2 separate regions of the Mus musculus genome follow, and region 2 is linked to region 1. The links are chromatin contacts, called in public HiChIP or PLAC-seq maps. All regions are on one chromosome and are shown on one strand. Each heading gives the region's core, a stretch centred on a gene start, on an enhancer-like site or on the middle of the called end of the contact. The rest is flanking DNA. Distances are from core to core; before and after follow the strand shown. Region 1 holds the start of Kank4 (KN motif and ankyrin repeat domains 4). Region 2 has its middle 42 kb from the start of I0C0044D17Rik.

Region 1 (6,431 bases), core at 1,696-4,195:
TGCAAAAAGCATGGGGTGGCAGCAAGCGCTCTATCCCCTTCTTAACATGCTCTGCGGGGAGCCAGTAGCTGAGCCTCTATTCTTACTGCCTGGCCCATCAGGCCCAATCCAGGGCTCAGATGATAACTGAAGTATGTGTGTTCCTCCTTCAGCTAAAACAAATGTAGTAATGAACGTTGTGGGCCAGGGGAGGCAAACAGGACAGGGAGATGGCTCATCTGTCTTCTTAATTGTCAACTCTGCCCATAATAAGACTTCCCCCTCCTGTTCTACCTTAGGCTCATGCTGAACTGAGACAATCCAAGATATCCATCTTGTAGTCATGAATAGTGGCCTTCACAAAATGCCAGGGATAGAGTGAGGCTGCTGTGTGGCTCAGAGAGGCTGGGCATACCAGAGGGAGCATGAGCCTGAGAGTCAGTAGTCTAGAATCTTTGCTCTTAACTAGCTGTGGGAACTCAGCGGTTAACTAGCTGTGGGAACTCAGCAGTTACTGTGTACCTCTCTGACCTCTGTTTTCTGGAAAATTACAGTCCCCAAGGTTTGGGAAATGGGGTGAGTCAAATGGGAATTGTATGCATGACACTGTACAGTTACATGCACTGGAGAAGAGGACCCGTAATTTTCTCAAAGATGCATGTATGTTATCCCTCCTCCATTAAAAATGAAGAAATACTAGATGATTTCGATCTCAAAAATAATCTACTGAGCACTTTCTATGTGTCCCTGCTCTGTGCCAGGCTCTTGAGATTCAAATATGACCGGAGAGTCCAGCATAAGGGGTTCTCAGTGCCACAGATGCTCATCACTACAGGCACATGTCCCAAGGCCACTGGAAACAAAGGCAAGGCAGCTTTTAACTCATGTGGTCAAGAAGACTGTGGAGAAGCTCACGCTTATGGTGGAGGTTGGTGGCAGCACGTGCATTCACTGCGTGAGGACGTGGAGAGGAGACAGGCAGCGTGTGCTAGAGGAACCACCTCAATTGTAATGTGGAGTGGCACACAGCAGTTGCAGAAGGCCAAGGGAGGGGTAGGAAGGCGGAAATGAGGCTAGCAAGGTTGGCAGGGGCCAGGTCCGATGCTATGTGGGCACCCCTCCCCACCCTACATCCTCTTTCCCCGCAACATGGATCCAACTGCACAGGACTGGATGAGCCACCACTTCCAACGCTATTTCCTTGAATGCTGAGCAAAGGTTTTTGCAAGCTTCGAGTTGGATGTGACAGCAGGAAACAGCATGGGGAAAGAACCATTGCTCTGAACCCTTAACAAAGGTGTAGGTAGAAAGCTCCCATCATGTTGTTTTTCTCTGTGCATTTGGCCTAGACAGGGGCCTCTAATAGGCCAACATCATGACTGAGAAAGGAAGACACACACTGATTAGCCCAGTCAGTGGAATGCAGAGCTAAGGGCCATGCCTATAGGGCTTTTGGTTCTCCTCTGCAAACAAAGGCTTTCAGTTCCTGCACAGGACTTGCTGCTGGGCAGGGTCCTCTCATAGGCTGCTTCCATCTGAAAGTCAATCCACCATCTAACCAGTTAGCTTTCAGCCTTCATTCTGACGCTCAGCCCATCCCCAGTTCTCAGGGAACCCAAGTTTAGAATCAGAGAACGCAGCAGAATTCTACACCAGAGTGATGTGATTCACTCCGTCTTGGTCATTGGACAGCAAGCTTCCTGAAGCCAGTGCACGGTTCTGTTTACCTTTGTATCTGAAAACCTTGCCTGATATCTGGTTCTGAACTTTTTTTGTGTGTGCTTTTTCTCTGGCTTTTACATCATTCCTACAACACACTGTCCCTGAGACACATCACGCCTCCTTGAGGTAGGAGGCTGGACTTTAAGGGCAATGCCAAAGTGGACCCCACTTCTGCTTCCTTGGGAAGCAACATGCTTTTCTGTGCCCTGTCTTGAGAAGCTAAGGAGCCCAATTTGGTTTACTCAGGTAGGTCCTCCGGGATTGCACTTTAAACTAGAGATGCCTTCTCTCTTGGCTGTAACCCCATCACTGGCTGCAGGTGATTCTCCCCTGGTCCTGTTTGCATAAGACTTTGCACAAGCCTCAGAGGACATCCTTGAAATGGAATAGCCTCTTTCTCCTGGAAAATGCCCACCCTGGTCTTACAAGTCTGTATCCCAGGATGCTTGGGAAGTAGTAGTCTGGTTTTCTGCAGCCCAGGGTAGCACGATGAGAGTAGGTTCCAGCCAAGCGTAGAATGCATGGACTTTTCAGCTCCTGTCTGTAACTGGTCAGTCTGCAGCGACAAAGTTCTGGGGTCAAAGATTTGACCTTAAAGAAGATGGGGAGGGGAGGAGAGCTAACCAAGAGGCACATGGGCTTGGCAAAGTATCCTCAGCCAGCGCCTAGCACACAGATGCAGGGCAGCCCTCCTCCCTCTGCCCAAGGTCGCATCCCATCATAGCTCTAGAAACTTCACCTAGGAGGAGGGAGGTGCGGGCTGGGGAACAGGCGCGATGTTTTGCAAAATGAAAGAGACTCGGCGATATTTAAGGTAGTCCTGTAAGCCAGCCGGGAGGCGCCCCCAGTCCCGTAAGCTGCATCCAGGACCGCAGCGTCCGTCTGAGGACAGCTGCGAGGGTCTGCACCACCTGAGTCTCAAGGACGACGAGATCCCCCTTCTACGGTCTCCCTAGTACCCAGAGCTGGAAAGCAAGAGCGGGTACCCTCCTTCCCCGACCCTCCGGACTCCCGGCTCAGGCTGCCGCAGCCTCTGCAGGGACGCGGCGCTAGCAGGGGTCGCGGAGCGCAGCGGGCGCAGCCTGGGTCGCGCGGGGCGTGTGTCCGGGGCGAGAGGACGCCAGACCACTTACCTTGGGGAACCGCGGGGTTCTGGCAGGAAGCGACCGCTGTGCAGGAGCAACGCGAGCTCCCACCCGGCTTCGGGGTGCACGCAGCTGCAGCTGCACGGTCTTCAGTGGCACGATCCTCCTTCCTCTGCACCGTCCGCGTCCGGCACGCACCGCGCGCCGCCGCACCCTGCTGTCCCGGGCGCGCACACCCTCCGGGCGCCCTCAGGTCGCCGGGCTGGGCCTGGAGCCGGGACGCACTAGCTGTGGGCACACCTACCGCGCCAGCTGCGGGACTGGGAGCGCAGGAGCCGGATCCTCGCCGCCGCCACCCGAGTCCCCGCCTTCCTGACGCGGCGCGGGCTTTGGTGTATAGGAAGGGGCAGAATTGCGACACCGAGGGGAGGGTCTTAGCCTTGGACAGAGTTAAGAAGAAAAACTTTTGGAAAAGAAACCAGAAAAGTCTCAGCCTGTGTAAGGCGCTTTCCAGATTTCCCCAGGGCTCCCCCGTGCGTTTTTCTAAGTTTGTCTAGACTCTGGAGTCTAGACGTTTCCGTCCCCACCATGGTGGAGAAACAGTATCAGACAGGGTAAGGGTAATAACTGCCCAAATCAGAACACGAACCAAGGCCTGACAACTGAGATCCTGTGAGCAGTGGGGTCCTAGCCCCAGTGTGGGGGTGTGAGAGTCGTTCACAACAGGACTTAGATGTCTCCTAAGCCATTTCCCTTCCAATTTCCTTCCAAATCCATGTTTCAGCTCCACATAAAAATCCGTCTTCTCTTCATACACCCATCTCCACAGCAGCTTTGTACCAATTAAAAGTTACTAAGCTTGAATGGACAGATAGCTAAGGACCACTTGGGCCAACACCTGGAAAGAGAAGTGGAGTGGTTTCTCCTAACCCCTCACAGAGAGGACCAACAGAAGGGGGAGGGAAGGAGATGGCAGCTGGCAGGTATCCAGAGTCCAGCTGTGACCTCCCCTGGCCCACCTTCCTAGAATCCATGCCCAGAAAGCAGCCCAAGGAGTTTTATTTTTGACATCGTGACCCAGATGGGACAGATAATTTGAATCAAGAGACATTTAATTTCCGTTTCGACAGAAACATAGTTATTAGGATGACTTCATTTCCACGAAGCTTTCATGATAGCAGTAACAAATGGGAATGATGGCCTCAGTGCTGGAGCCCAAATAGGAGTTGGGGGAGGGTCTGTGGCCCAAGGGAGAGCAGCCTCAGACTCTGCCTACTAAGGCCTGCTGGGTTATCCTCATCCGGTGAAAGGAAGGAATATGACAGGAGCGGCTCATTTTCCCAGAGAAGCCAGAAACCCAGACATTTAAGTGAGGTCTCTATTTTTTCCGACACCTCATTTTTAAAATGCCGCTCTTGCAGAGGACCCAGGTTTGATTCCCAGCGTTGGAATGATGGCTCACAACTGGTCACTTTAGTTTCAGCGTACCATACTCGTACTCTTCTGGCCTCCTGGTGCATTAGGCATGTATGTTCCTGGAGCACATACATAAACATACAATGCAGGTAAAATATTCAGACATATAAAATGAAAAGGAATGAATCTTACTTTAAAATGCTAAGCCCTAGCCAGGCAGTGGTGGCACATGTCTTTAATCCCAGCACTTGAGAAACAGAGGTAGGTGAATTTCTGAGTTCAAGGCCAGCCTGGTGTACAGAGTGAGTTCCAGGACAGCCAGGGCTACACAGAGAAACCCTGTCTTAGAAAACCAAAAATAAAATAAAATAAAATAAAATGCTAAGTCTTGTCCCTATAACCAGGTTAAGCTCCTGGACTTGTGCCTCATTGTCTGCATTTGGTTTTTGGCCTCTCAACATCCTTGTGCAACACAGCCAGTGTAGATCACTTACTCCTTCTGCTTCGGGTGTTCTGTGACTAGCCCAAGGTCACACAAGCTACTTGGCTGAGCTGGAACAGAACCCTGAGCATTCTAAGTCCCAGTCTTGGAACCTTCTGCACTCTCAGATACCTCGAAGAACTTGTTCCTTGATTTCTGGGCATTGTGAGCCTAATTAGGCGTGGGGCTGGCACTCGGGTGTGGAGGCCCAGCACCTTTGCTGAGAAGATGGAGGGCAGTGCCAGACTCTACTATCCTCGAAAGCAGCTCAGCCTGATGACTCAGAGGAGGAACCGTCTCCAGGGTAGCTCTGAGTCAGAGGAGTCACGGGCTGAACTGGGGCAGCCAGGGCTTCGGAGGCTCAGACCATCCAGAATGGACTGGGAGAATACACTAAGTAAACACACCCACCCTGGACCCTCCAACGCCCGCCCCCCTACCCCACCCTCATGCCATGCACTGAAAAGAAGCCCCAGCTAGGGCATTAGCGATTTCCTGTCCTGGCGGGGAAATGGTTGAGTTAGATTAGCAAATGGACTGCTATCTGCGGAGTCCTGGAAGGAAGAGACCCCTTCCAGGCAGCAGATCTTTTAGAATTTCAGGTTTGGACACCTCTACTGCAAACCAGCTGAGGCTCTCAGACAGCGAGCTTTCATGCTGAAGCTGATATAGGATAGTTGGGCACAGCGCTGCTGTAGCCTGGGACTTTCTGTGATCGGGACCCAGGGTGGACAGAACGGAGAGCTCCTTCCCCTGCCTCACCCCTCGCTGGAGTGTGGAGTTCAGGGCGATTGGTGCGCATTCATTTTTCTGCCCTGTACCAGACACCATGATGGGGCATTTCATTTTCATTATCTGTCTCTCTGGATTTGCCATTTCATCTACAAAATGTCTGTCATTCTCTTGTTGAAGGCCGTGAGGTAAAAGCAGGAAGGTGACTTCAAACTCAGGTCTTGGTGACCAGGATGCTGACTTTTCCACGCAGAAGGCCTGGAGGATATGACATTCATGTCTTGCTCCAAGAGAGAACTGTGCATCTACCAGTGCCATGGTTTAGCACCCACGTGTGGTAACTCCTACAGTCGCCAGGCTGGCAGCAAATAAGCACCAGTTCTCTGAGCGGGAATTTTGCTTATATAGACCCTCTGTTCTCATCTTCCCTCTGGTCCTGTAAAGCCTGCGCATAGATTCAAACACTGAAATAACAAGTAATAAATCATTGATCTTAGAGGAATGGAGAAGTAGGCTCCTGTGAGCCTCTGGCCACATTTTCATCAACCCACCAATATATGCAGCAATCTTCCCTTCTCCACAGGAGATGCATCCCAAGGCTCTCTTGTGGATGCCTTGGACAGTGAAGAATCCTATGGATATTATCTTTCTTCCTGTCTCTACATATCTCCTGTCAAGTTTAATTTATACACCAGGCACAGAATGAACACCTAATAATAAAATAGAACGGGCATAAAATAGAACAACATCATGAATATTATGTGAATTGAGCCTCTCCCTCTTTCAGCACATTTTTGGGTACCGTACTCACCCTACAGTGAATGACATGAGATGAAGAGAGTTGTGTGATATTGGTGTTGTGAAGCGCATCCTCTCACATAAACACTGTGGTGCCAGGAGGGCTGATCTGAGGACCACAGGGTTGCTGGGGACTGGGTAACGGAGACAGTGTGGATATGCTAGACACTGGGATTCTTCTCATACAGAGTGGGATGCTGTGGTCAGCACACCAAGTC
Region 2 (6,431 bases), core at 1,964-4,463, 48 kb after region 1:
CTTTATCTGAGGCACATCTGTTAACATGTCTAGGACAGCGAATATGAGGACTGTGTGTAGGTAAACAAACTGTCTTATGTCCACATTAAGGGGAACAGGATCCTTATGCTGTGATTTTACTTTGCTTTCTCTGTGATGTGTTGGTTTTCCTTTAAACAGGGCCCTCCACTTCGGAGGGGTTCTTTGTACAAGAAAGTATGTTTATATTTTGAAGTCTTAAATTTTTCATGAAGAACGCATTCTGAAAGCATATTTTGCTGTGATAAAGACATTTCTGAGATTAGAAAATTCTATGAAGTACTGAGGTTTAAAAATTCTTCTGTGGGGTTGCTGGAATGTCTTTGAGGCTGAAAGCCCCTGCTCAGCTTGGAGTTGATCCCCAGTGTCCAAGACAGAGGGAGAAGACTGACTCTAAAGACTGTTTTCCGGCTTTCACATAAGCGCACACACACACAAAATAATAATATTAATAATTTTTTTGCCATCAAGTTGCCATGACATACACAAACCCACTTACTTATACAGAACTGTTTGTAAGGCCACTGGGCAACTACAAAGCCAACATCCTAAGAAAGGGATATAGCAGTCCCAGATAGTCGATTAATGGATAGAGCTTGCAGGTCCTTCCAGGAATATTATCTGTTCCCCATTTTATTGCAGGCATCTTAATTCAGCATCCAAAGAGCAAGGGCATTGGATTGTAAATTTCTCCAAAGATGAGAATCCCCCGGATGGATATAAGGACACATGCTGAGGTCACTGAGCCCTCTTTGGGGCGTTCTGATTAAATGACCCAAGCTGGGACCCAAAAACCAGGCTTGTGCTGTTGTGTATATGCTGCTTGTGCATTTTTTGTTTGTTTGGTTTTTGTTTTTCTGAGACAGGGTTTCTCTGTGTAGCCCTGGCTGTCCTGGAACTCACTCTGTAGACCAGGCTGGCCTCGAACTCAGAGATCCACCTGCCTCTGCCTCCCAAGTGCTAGGAATAAAGGCATGCCCCACCACTGCCTGGCCAGAGAAAAAATTTAATTGGGGCTGGTTTACAGTTTCAGAGGTTCAAGTCATTATCACCATGGCGGGAAGCATGGCAGCATGTAGGCAGACATAGTTCTGGAGGAGCTGAGAGTTCTACATCTTGTTCCAATGGCAGCCAGGAAGAGACTGTCTTCCATGGGCAGCCAGGAGGAGGAGTTTGAACATAGGACCTCAAAGCCCACCCACACAGTGACACACTTCCTCTAATTATAAGGCCACACCTCCTAACAGTGCTACTTTCATGGGCAAGCATATTTAAACCACCATAGTTGGTCTGTGACTAAGATCTTCTTATGGGGCAACAACTCAATAAGACCCATGAAAAGCAACAGCAGATTTGTTTTGTACTGATTAGAACTGTGAACGACCTTCCTCTTTAAGTCTTCTGATGGGTCCTGAAGAAGTATCCTACACTGTGCCCTGCTGCGCATATTTCTCCCTAGACCTGAGACTTACTGCTTTAAACATCAAGAAGTGGTTTCAGAAACTCACAAATCCACCTGATATGGAAAGGGGGGGGGGGGCAGGAAGGAAGAAGAGAGAGAAAGATTAACTGTTCCTTTTTTGGAAAGCTTCACTCATACTCAACATATGTTTAAAGGTATATTAGAAAGACTTTTGCCGGGCTGGTGAGATGGCTCAGTGGGTAAGAGCACCTGACTGCTCTTCCTTCCTGCCTTCCTTTCTTGGAAAAAAGAATTCAGGTTAGCTTGGAGGTGGCAAGGTCAGAGGTGACCTTGGTCCTTCACTGATTTGTGTTGTTTCAAACCGAGGGCAAATGGCTGAGGTGTCTATTTAACTTATCAAAGCAGATCTGGCCTTGAGGTTTTCCAGCATTCCTCAGTCCCTACCTGCAGTTAGGTTATTTGTTTGTTGGTGAAATGAGCCAATTCAAACAAGGTTAGACTATAGTAAAGGTGGTAGAGTTCACTGGCCCCAAGGAAGGAAGCCAGGGAAGTCACCATGGGTAGGTCAGGTGGGGGTGGGGGTTAGAGAAAGGGCACGGGCACTAGTGTACAAAGAGAAGGGGAGGGGGGAGGGGGAGGGGCAGGGGAGGGGGAGGGGGGAGGAGGAGGAGGAGGAGGAGGAGGAGGAGGAGGAGGAGGAGGAGGAGGAGGAGGAGGAGGAGGAGGAGGAGAGAGCAAAATAAAACGTCTGGATTATATAGGGAGGAGCCTCTACAGGAAGGGCCGCTCAGCCCCTGGGCTGGAAAATGGGTTTGCCAGGTATGGACTGAGGGATGCTGAAAGGATCTGGTGGCCAAGCCTGCTTTGACATGTAAAATGTGCACCTCAGTCCCTTGTCCCAGGGTCTCAAACCAACAACCACCCTCTACCCTAAACTCTCCAGCCCAGGGACTGGGCTGCGTTTCCCCTAGAGACTCATACAAAGCAGACATTTTGGTTGCCTACCCCTTTGTGTACCCTTTGCCTCCTGGATGCTGCACCTGGTTCCCCTGTCTTCCCTCTCCCTTCCTTTCCCCCAGCTCCCACATGGCCCACCTCCGTCTGGTCATATCCACTCTGGACTCTCCCAGATGTCCCTGCCTCCCTTTTATCTACTCTCCTCTTTATCTATAATAGACTTTCTCCTCCACCATACCTAGGAGCAGTCATGTCCTTTCCTTTCCTTTTACATTTTTTTTCGTTCAATATTTTGAACTTTTTAAAATTAGTGGACCAAATAAACACTAGAGAGCCATTTCCCCTACAACTATCATATGACTAGACTGTTGTCTGACAGGATGAGGGGGCCATGGAGGACCACACTGTCAAACTTGAAACTCAAAAAAAAAAAAAAAAAAAAAAAAAAAAGCTCAGGGGCTGGTGAGATGGCTCAGCAGGTAAGAGCACCCGACTGTTCTTCCGAAGGTCCAGAGTTCAAATCCCAGCAACCACATGGTGGCTCACAACCATCCGTAATGAGATCTGACTCCCCCTTCTGGAGTGTCTGAAGACAGCTACAGTGTACTTACATATAATAATAAATAAATAAAAAAAAAAAAAAAAAAAAAAAGCTCTCCTCCTCTTCATTTACAACCCAGGCTGTCTTCGCATTTCAGTCTGAACCCAGAAGGAAGGTTCTGGGCTCTGGGCCAGCAGCATCTTTCTCTTTTCAGGACTGGCTTTTCTTCCTATTTCTTTATAGACTGCAGAAGAGCAGAAAAATCTGCAACACATTATGCACCTTTGACGGAAATAAAATACAAGTGGACTAGGTCAATTTCCCACGGATACCAGAGCCAGACCCTCATTTTATTTTCAGAAACATGGGGGGTGTTTGGCTACATACCCAACCCACGATTGAGAGACCAGGGTATACTGCGCACGCGCTGTACCTCTCCTGTGCTTCCTCGCCCTGTTTCTAATGCCCTGCCCCACAGTGGAATTCCAGGGCCACAGCCTAGGTCTCGTTGGAGCTTTTCAAAGGTCCCTTCTTCGCAAAGCCCTGAAATTCCTGACATGTACTAAATGGGGTTTGGGGTGGGGAGATCCATCATGGTAAGTAACTTAGAGAAGAAAAAAAAAAAAAAGACTTGCAATGAAACAAGCGTTTTCTGACCAGGAAGAATAACAGAGACAAACAGAGCCCCAGATGGTTTTATTTGCTGAGCTGTGTGTCTGTTCCGCACAGTTTCCTGAGCTCCACGCTCTTTTTGTTAATTTGCATTTGAACCAAACCGGATTTTTATACAAGAGCCAAGACCCAGGGTGAGGAAGTTGCAGTAATAAAAATAAGTTAGGTGTTATGTAATGTGTGTAAACCATATATATATATATGTATGTGTGTGTGTGTGTGTGTGTGTGTGTGTGTGTGTGTGTGTGTATGTGTATGTGTATGTGTATGTGTATGTGTATGTGTATGTGTATGTGTATGTGTATGTGTATGTGTATGTGTATGTGTATGTGTATGTGTATGTAGTGTCTCACTATTTAGCCCTGGCTGGCTGGCCTGGAACTCACCATGTTGTCCAGGTTGGACTTAAACACAGTGATCCCCAGCTGCCTCTGCCTCCTAAGAGCTGGGATTGAAGTTTTGCATGTGCACCTGGCCACCTGTGACTCTTCTTGATAGGAACTTTTATTAAAGCCCTAGGAAGCAGCGACTAATTTTCTTCCTTTTTCAGCAGAGAGAGCCCCAGAATCTTAAGAAGTAACAACCCTCACCCACCGACAGATTGGTGACTCTCACACTTGTGCCTGTAATCCTGTGACAAACCTTATTTACTTGGTTACCTGCTTAATTTAATTAAGGATTTACTTTAAAGTTATAAGAAATGTTTTGTCGTGGCTGCCGGGTATGTCATGAAAGGGAGCAGGCTGCTGCATGAAGTTCTGCACGCTAAGCACTATATAACTACTGGGGAGGCAGCTGTAGTTTATAGAACAGACGGTCGGACACTGGCTCCATGGCCAGCTACCTTGGATGAGCACAGGCTTGAATGTTTCTATGAGCTCCTATCTATTTGACTCTGGGTTGGTGGTTTGGGGGTGACTGAAAGACCCCCGTTACAGGGAGACCCTCGCTCAAGTCCCGGGATGAGCCGAAGCCCCAATAACTCAAGAGAAACCATACTTGATGCAATATTGCGTGAGGTTTATTCGGGAATCAGCATGCTGAGGCCAAGCTTGTAACCCGACCAGGGGCAGAGGAGATTGACTCCCAGCAGCTGCAGTTGAGGTTTTTAAAGAATAAACCGAAAAGTGAGGGGAGGATAAGACCACAAAGAATGGGGAAGTTGAGTAAACATTGTAAAAATGGGGATGATGAATTACAGCTCATCTTTCACAGAAAGGTTACAGGCTGCCTTTGGTAAACATTCTTGTTCCCTTACACCATGGATCAGGTGCCTGGGTAGGGTCACCCAATGGTCATCATTCTCTCAGGCTGAAGGCGAAAGAACAAAGAACTCCATGCTGGGCTTTGTTTCTAGGGGTCTAAGAAACACATTGAGTTGGGGGTCTTACATGACCAAGAAACCAAAAGGGTGCAATCCTGTTGCAGTAACTGCTATGTCAGTGGCTATTAGAGTGGGTATGGCGACACATTTGTGAATCTTTGTCAAGAAGGCCACTTTTCTCAGTGTTCCTCTAAATGCAGATGTGCCCAAGAGCAAGGTCTCTGAGCACCTTCTCTACCTCCATTCATCACAAGGGGGGTGTGTGGCAAAGACTCAAGGAGCAAACACCATCCAGTTCTACCATTAGCTCCATTCTCTCCTCTGGCTCCAGACTCCACACCCATGGAGCATGAAGCTTACAGGACTGAAGGCACCAAGATGGAACGCTGGCTTTCTTCCTCTCATCTGCTCTCCTTCTGTGTCCTTTCTTCCCATGACTGGAAGCTTCCGAATTTCCTCCACAAAGTTCTCATCTTTTCTCTTTCATCTTGTAAAAGACACTACCACTCACCCAACTAGCACAACTCCAAAGCCTACAAGTCATGCCTAACCCCTTCTCTTGGGGGGTAGGGCGGCCACTCGTCACTCTGGTATCAATTGTGGCATTGAGCACTTGTCCTTGCATCAATTGTGGCATTGAGCACTTGTCCTTGCTGTGATCTCCTTCCCCATTGCCATCTGCTGATTTGTGTGTGTGTGTGTGTATCACAAGTTTGGTGTCTTTAAGGTTTTTGTTCGTTTGTTTGTTTGAGAATTTCATACGTGCATACAGTGAAACATGATCATATCTACTCCCCATTTCCCCCCTCCAACTCCCCCATATTCCAATGAAACACCCCTCCCCCTCCCTACTTCCTCCCTCCCTCTCTTCCTCTCTTGCACCCCCCATCCTTCCCTCTTTCCATCCCGTCCTTTCTTATCTTCTAAATCCATATAGTGCTGCCCATATGCACATCAGCATGGGACTGCTGCACAGAAAACTTACCTGTGAACATTGCTCAAAAGAAGAATGACTCTCGTAAATGAAGAAAATATGTAAGAAGAAGAAGAAGAAGAAGAAGAAGAAGAAGAAGAAGAAGAAGAAGAAGGAAGAAAGAAGAAGAAGGAGGAGGAGGAGGAGGAGGAGGAGGAGGAGGAGGAGGAGGAGGACTCTCTCTCCCTCACCAACTACCATTGTCAAAAACTCCAGTAAAGGGTTGAAGCCTAGAGATCAGCTCACCTCCTGCATCTCTGCCGGGGGTCTTGGCTTGATCTTGTGGTCTTATGCTGTGAGTTCATGGTTTTAACAGCCATGTCATGCTCAGAAGACAGCATCCCATAGCACATCTGCATTTTCTGGCTCTTAGATTCTTTCCATGATATTTCATGAGCCTTGATGGTGGTGGTGCTAATGCATATATCCCAATTTGGACTGAGCGTCCAGTCCCTTAGTGCAGTGATGTGTCTCTGCATTGGCTGCTGTCTACTGTACAAAGCTTCTCTGACTAAGGTTGAGA

What was found. HiChIP or PLAC-seq counts read pairs in DNA pulled down with a chosen protein or histone mark.
Region 2: an H3K27ac HiChIP or PLAC-seq map of embryonic stem cells shows a contact between it and region 1, with 9 read pairs. The contact joins the enhancer-like site here to the promoter of Kank4 in region 1. A contact is called at or near these places in 3 of 39 promoter capture datasets (the HPC-7 cell line, embryonic stem cells and epiblast stem cells), 4 of 484 Hi-C or Micro-C datasets (embryonic fibroblasts and embryonic stem cells), 6 of 115 datasets of contacts at active chromatin or transcription factors (double positive thymocytes, embryonic stem cells, extraembryonic endoderm stem cells and 1 more) and 3 of 9 other capture datasets (adipose tissue, liver and pancreatic islet).

Annotation. Positions count from the first base shown.
Region 1 is chr4:98,814,592-98,821,022 of GRCm38.p6, forward strand. It overlaps Kank4 (KN motif and ankyrin repeat domains 4), which reads right to left and starts at 2,946. Exons shown (of 10, transcript NM_172872.3): 1 at 2,835-2,946. I0C0044D17Rik (RIKEN cDNA I0C0044D17 gene) reads right to left here. Exons shown (of 3, transcript NR_151512.1): 3 at 3,884-5,860.
Region 2 is chr4:98,862,423-98,868,853 of GRCm38.p6, forward strand. No RefSeq gene overlaps it. Among named protein-coding and RNA genes, the nearest start is that of I0C0044D17Rik, 42 kb to the left of the region's middle. Within about 2 kb of position 3,214, at least 21 of the 459 cell types and tissues checked have an H3K27ac peak or open chromatin away from gene starts, as enhancers often do. A contact at or near this core is called in embryonic stem cells, where this site is marked.